Regions from separate parts of the Gossypium hirsutum genome. Here region 2 is linked to region 1. The links are chromatin contacts, called in public Hi-C maps. All regions are on one chromosome and are shown on one strand. Each heading gives the region's core, a stretch centred on a gene start, on an enhancer-like site or on the middle of the called end of the contact. The rest is flanking DNA. Distances are from core to core; before and after follow the strand shown. Region 1 holds the start of LOC107924917 (pre-mRNA-splicing factor ISY1 homolog). Region 2 has its middle 11 kb from the start of LOC107924874.

The links. Hi-C and Micro-C count contacts between places; a contact is called where the count stands out from the background.
Region 2: a Hi-C map of fibers shows a contact between it and region 1, with 2.5 times the contacts expected there. The contact joins the enhancer-like site here to the promoter of LOC107924917 in region 1. A contact is called at or near these places in 7 of 34 Hi-C or Micro-C datasets (anther, fibers, hypocotyl and 3 more).

The regions. Positions count from the first base shown.
Region 1 is chrA02:100,933,060-100,936,139 of Gossypium_hirsutum_v2.1, reverse strand. LOC107924917 (pre-mRNA-splicing factor ISY1 homolog) reads left to right here and starts at 1,593. Exons shown (of 2, transcript XM_041082343.1): 1 at 1,593-1,918; 2 at 2,252-3,080. The coding sequence starts at 2,285. It overlaps LOC107924898, which reads left to right. Exons shown (of 2, transcript XM_016855486.2): 2 at 531-775.
Region 2 is chrA02:101,007,639-101,010,718 of Gossypium_hirsutum_v2.1, reverse strand. It overlaps the pseudogene LOC107924886. Among protein-coding and RNA genes, the nearest start is that of LOC107924874, 11 kb to the left of the region's middle. Within about 2 kb of position 1,603, at least 5 of the 9 cell types and tissues checked have an H3K27ac peak or open chromatin away from gene starts, as enhancers often do. A contact at or near this core is called in fibers, where this site is marked.

The sequences.
Region 1 (3,080 bases), core at 344-2,843:
AACATAGGTTTCGACTGTGTTGGATACTAAGTCTTCGATGCTCAATTACAACAATATTTTTTATCAAGTTATGTTATAAATAAATTGTTTCTTGCTCTGGCTGAGTTCCAATTGGTGCTTCCTGTTATTGGTCACGTTTGCCATTTGGCATGTTTAAGTTTTTGTAGGATTGGCATCTTCTTGTTCAATCTGACTTCCTATTTGTGATATATTCGAATATCATCCTGTGTATGTGGGCTCGCATTGCATGTGTGCCTGTGTGGATTAGACATCTATTTTTATTTGATAGTAAAAATTTGCTCGACAGTTAACAATCCAAGTATTGCACATATACTTACCCGTAAAAATGAACATGAGCAGGGTATATTTTGGTGTAGTAAGAATTGGTCTGGCGAGTATATGATGTAGGTATCTTGAAAGTATATTTACTATATTAATTGCTAGGAACCTGTATCAACAACCTGCCAATTTCTATGCCTCCTTTGTTCTAATGAATGTTTTTCTCACTAGATCTTTTGTGGCTGCAGTAGGCAAGGGACAAACTTCACTCAGTGAAACTGATGATCAATTACAGCTGCAATGTAGTGTGATTTTCTCTGATGGCAATGAGTCTCAAAACAAGAATTATTCAACATTGAAATTGAGCAATGCCATATTTTCCGGTTTAACATTGAAACTAGCATGATGTGTTGTGATCCAAGCATAGGCAGCAACTTACAATTATTGCTTCCTCTTTGAGGACTTGCTTGCTATAATAATCTGATAGCTTGAATTATTGACGCCTGCTTTTCTTTTACTGTATTAATCATACTAGGGATGTCTTGAATTTTATCTAGTCCCTCCTACTAAGGGTCTCTTAAATTTTTTCTAAGTCTCTTCTCGTGTAGAAGCTTAGAAATTTGTTTTGCAAGGGGATCATGATTCTCACCTAAGAGCTTGATGATTAAGACTGGGGTTGGATCACTATTAAGGGGAAAAAATTGTTAAAGAAAAAAAAGGTTTAATTATAACTTTTTCCTTTTTTAATTTATAAAAATTGAGAATTTCTGTTTTTTTTTGTCAGAATTTTATTTTACAAAAACTTAAAATAATTGAATAAGATAACATAGTTAAACTTTGACGTAAAATGTTGACTTAGTCTTAAAAATTAGCATTGGAATTAGTAAAAATTAGTAATTCAATAATTTATGTACAAGGAATTAATAAAGATTAATAACATTAGCAAAAGATTGGATGAACTTACCAATTTTAGGTCCGGTACAATGACTAAATTTTAACAAATTGAAATATAGAGATAAAATTCTTACAAAGAAATTGAAATATCAGACATATGCCTTGCACGAGCTATCAAAATCATAACAAAGTTACAAATATAGATTTGGAGGTCTCTCTTTCCTTCTCTCTTTTTTGCTGGTTTATCATCTCTTAATTTCAATTCGTCTAAGGTTTTAATTCTGCTTAGACCTAATCATAAATCAATTCACCCGTTTAAGTCTAAAAATTGGCCTAAAATTAAAAAAAATTAAGTAAAAATATAGATTAAAAAAATAAATTTTAATAAAAACATGTCCATTTTTTAAATGAACCGGTACTCGGATAAAAGAACTTTAGTCCAGGCCCGGCCGAATCACATGCCTGCTCACCCTTTCTTTTCTTTTCCTCTTCAGCCGACTCCCCCAATTTCTAATGCCTAACAGCTAATTTCTAAATCCCTAACAAAATAACTTTTCCTTCTACACTCCAACACCCACCGGCCACCACCATCATCGTTCACCAGTCAGGCAGTCACTATCAATTCACCACACACCCGCTGGAGACTTTATAATTTTAATACGGATCAAGCGAGCAAACTTGCCATTTCTTTCTGAAACTTTTCAAGTTTTAAGACGTCTCACTTTCAGCTCACGTTTCAGGGCAGGTGAATTTCAAAATCCTTTATTTTTCATTAAATTTGATTTTCTTTTGGTAAATGGAGGCATTTCAATGATAAGCTCGAGAGAAATTTTGGCCTTAACTTCATATTTTTTCAGTTTTTTTCTAATCTGTTGTGCACATTTAATGGTAAATTTGTTTCTTATTTTTTCATGTAACTATTGTTACTTTAACTTCTGTTTGGTTGCCAAGAAAACCGAGGAACTTAATTAGCAATTTTTACATTGTTCCTTTTTCTGTCTGCCCTGAGTTATTTATTTGGAGATTAAGCGGTTAAAGCTTTTCTGACTCTCATTTGCTAAACTTTCTCAAAAGCTAGAGCTTTCCGAAACCCTCAATCACAAATCACAATATGGCTCGAAACGAAGAGAAAGCCCAGTCGATGCTCAATCGATTCATAGCCCTAAAAGCCGAGGAAAAAAAGAAGCCCAAAGAACGCCGCCCTTTCCTCGCCTCTGAGTGCCGTGACCTTGCTGAGGCCGACAAATGGCGTCATCAAATCATGCGAGAGATCGGCCGCAAGGTCGCTGAGATTCAGAATGAAGGCCTCGGGGAACATCGACTCCGCGACCTTAATGACGAGATCAATAAGCTTATACGAGAGAAGTCGCACTGGGAACGACGCATCATTGAACTCGGTGGCCCGAATTACACCAAACACGCCCCTAAAATGACGGATTTAGAAGGGAACATAGTGGATGTTCCAAACCCCAGCGGCCGTGGCCCTGGGTATCGGTATTTTGGAGCCGCGAAGAAGTTGCCGGGAGTTAGGGAGTTGTTTGAGAAGCCGCCAGAGTTGCGAAAGAGGAGAACTAGATATGATATTTATAAGAGGATTGATGCAAGTTATTATGGGTATAGGGATGAAGAGGATGGAGTTTTAGCTAGAGTGGAGGGGCTAGCGGAGGCAAAGATGAGGGCTGAAGCTGAGGAGGAGTGGCGGAGAGTGGAGGAGATTAGAAGAGAGGCAAGGAGAGGGGCGAAGGAGGTGGTTAGCGTGGGAGCTGCTGCGAGAGAGGTTTTGTTTGAGGAAGAGGAGGATGTGGTGGAGGAGGAGAGGAGGGAGAGGGAGGAGAAAGAGAGGAAGGATAAGGAGAGGGAATTTGTCGTGCACGTGCCGTTGCCTGATGAGAAGGAGATTGAGAGGA
Region 2 (3,080 bases), core at 354-2,853, 75 kb before region 1:
AGTAATTTAACCTAAGGGAATTTTTGTCATTTTACCACCTACGGTTAAACTAACTTGAATTTAGATCTAAACATTTACCAACCCTCTTTTAGCCAATTTATGTAAGCCATAAAAAATTCAGCTTAACCCGAGTTTATTTTCTATGTCTAATTCAAATTTTATCATTAAGGACTAAACTGTAACAATTTCAAACTATCAGTACTATACCCAATATTAAATTGAGTGTGTTTCTAACAAATTTTATCAATTACAAGTCTAATCCTAAAATTTTATCAAGTTTTCTTATCATTTAAGGCTCTAATTAGACATATCAAGTTGCAAGACTAATTTGTAATTTAAATGAACTAGAGAACCAATTTAAAAAGACCAAAATTCAAACCCCAAAAAGTCCACTGCATTTTTTTATGCGAAAAATTAATTTTAAACCTGATTTTGAGTATTTTAATGGCCAATTAAACTCGATTTAGCTACAATTAAATATCATACATATTTATACACTTTCAATTGAATTTATTAACATAAATTAAGCCTCAATTAAATAGAATTAAACATTCAATTTCATGCATATCACCCACCGGATAATTCAAACAAGTGGCGTATCTTAGTTCAACAATGCTCGATTAACATCTCTAAAACGTGTAACTATATCTTTACCAAGCCTTAATCTCTTGGAACTCTTTTGCTTAGCTCCGCAACTCCTCAATCCCATCAATTATGTAACACCCCAAACCTGGCATAGAAGTCTAGACTGAATTTGGAATGCTACATTGATCACCGAAGTGATCGTAGGAAAATTTTACAAAACAACTCTTCTTAGTGAACCACAAGTATTTAAAACCATTTAATAATCAGTCAACAAAATTTACAGTAAGACTTAATATAAAACACAAAATAAACATATGCATGAAGATCTAAAACGGAAACTGTACCACAGTATTATAAAGCCTTACAATTCAAAGTTAATCAAATAACCAAATTGTAACGAAAAACAAAATTTATAATTTATTTGTTTGCGAGACTGTCCGAGACCTCTGCGTACTGAACCCATCAACAGAATCCAGAATTGTACTTGAAAGGGAAACAGAAGAGGGGGTGAGCTACATGAGCTCAGTGTGAGATCAAAACTATCTAACTACAGAACCAAGTACGGAAAACCATAAGTAGTTCAGAAGCGAAACATACTTACAGAGTTATATAGAAACAGTTAGTACGTTCAAAACGGACGTACTGGCAGACAACAAGATTTAGAACTTATTAAAAACACACTCAGTTACACAATCGCAAAAAAAAAACCATTTAGGGTCTGTTTGTTTGGAAGTAAAACATTTTTCGGAAAAGCTTTTCAGCCTTTTCCATTGTTTGTTTGGTTGAAAATATTTTCCCAAGGGAAAATCAATTACAAAACACGGGAAAAAAACCCCTTAATTTTGGAAAATGTCTTACCATTTCTAATTCGGTAAGACATTTTCAGGAAAATTAGAAGCCAACACTGATTTTCTGCTTCCCCTTCCCCTTCCCCCATCCTTGACAATTGATCTTCTGCTTGTCGTTAGCCAACACTGATTCTCAATACCAGACATCGGTGTTCATCAAAGCTTTTACCCATCTTTGTCTTTAATTGTCAAAATCTATACTAGCGTTCATCTTCCTTTCTCGAAGGTAAGAACGAAAAAAATTGATATGGGGAAAGGGTGCTATGTTTTCTGATGTTTAACTTTGGTTTGTCTTTTCTGATGAACCCATTTTTCTTCATTACAGATTTGATCACAGTGCTTATTATTATTTCATTCCTCATTTCTCCTGCTTGAAATTTACTCAGTTTTGATTTTTTTTTTCGAATTTGTTTTTGCACTCTTTTCCCTTTTTACTGGTACTGAGGCGTGAAGACTGTTGAACAGAAGAAGAGGAATGTGCTTTGCTTTCTCGTGATCTGTAAAATCATCTCAGTAACTTTACTCCAAGTCCGTCGTAGTCTTGATTTCTTTCTACGTTTCTCCTGTTTCTCAGTTGATTTTTTTATGTTTCTCTTTCTTCTCTTATTTCTTCTTTGTTCATAGAATTAGTTATAGTTTAGCTTTATTTTTTGTTGGAAATTTATGAAACAAAGAAGATTCCAGGGGTAAATTTATTCATATAATTACTTATAGTTCCACAACCATTTGGCCTTTTGTTTTGAACTGAAATGGTTATCATGTAAACGACCTAGCCTTTATCAGTTTTACTTCACAGTTGACATATTTAATCCACAACTGTTAATTGTGTCAATTACTGAATGCATTTGTGGATTGCAACGGATGGGTGCACTTTGTGAATATAAGATATTGTGTCTAGTTAAAAGCTGATCTTTGCGCATTTGAATCAAATGCTTACCATTATGGTAATGATGGAGCTAGAAGTCGCTCGAGCCACTCTAAATCCCCAGGCCATTTACCTTATGGTGGCAACTCATTTAATTCCTACGATGGTCATAATCGAAACATGAGAGCTTATAGAACTGAGGGATGGGATACTGAGAGACGGGGATCTAATTTGCAATCTGGCAATCAGTTTGAATACCATGCCTTCCTTCAAACATTAGATGAGTTGGAGTTGGAATTTAAGAGAGAGGCAATGGAACTTGGAAGAATTCGTGATAAGGAAGAAGATGAAGAGAATTATAAGCATCAGGAGGTAAGATGTTTATCTTGTTTGACTATCGTGTGTGCTTTTGGTGCTAAATGGTTTCTTTGACAAGCCTATATCCTTCCGAGGTAAGGTAAAATTTTTTATAACTTAGTTATCAATGTTGGATTGTAACTTTCTGTACTGTTAATTAACTAGAATGAACACCATGAAGTTTAAAACTCTAAAGCCGGAAACAGAGGTTTTTGTTCTTACTTTGTTTCTTTACTCAAATATATTTTAGAGTGTTTCAGCATTTTCTTGATTTATCATGCAGGCAACCCAAAGGTAACTCCTGAGGTCACAAGGGATGTTTGCGTGTTGGCTAGAATGATGGTTGCCAATTTGTACTATTCTTAGATTAAGGATTTGATGTTTGATGTATTAAGCTCGTCCATCGTTATGCTTTATAGAGCTTT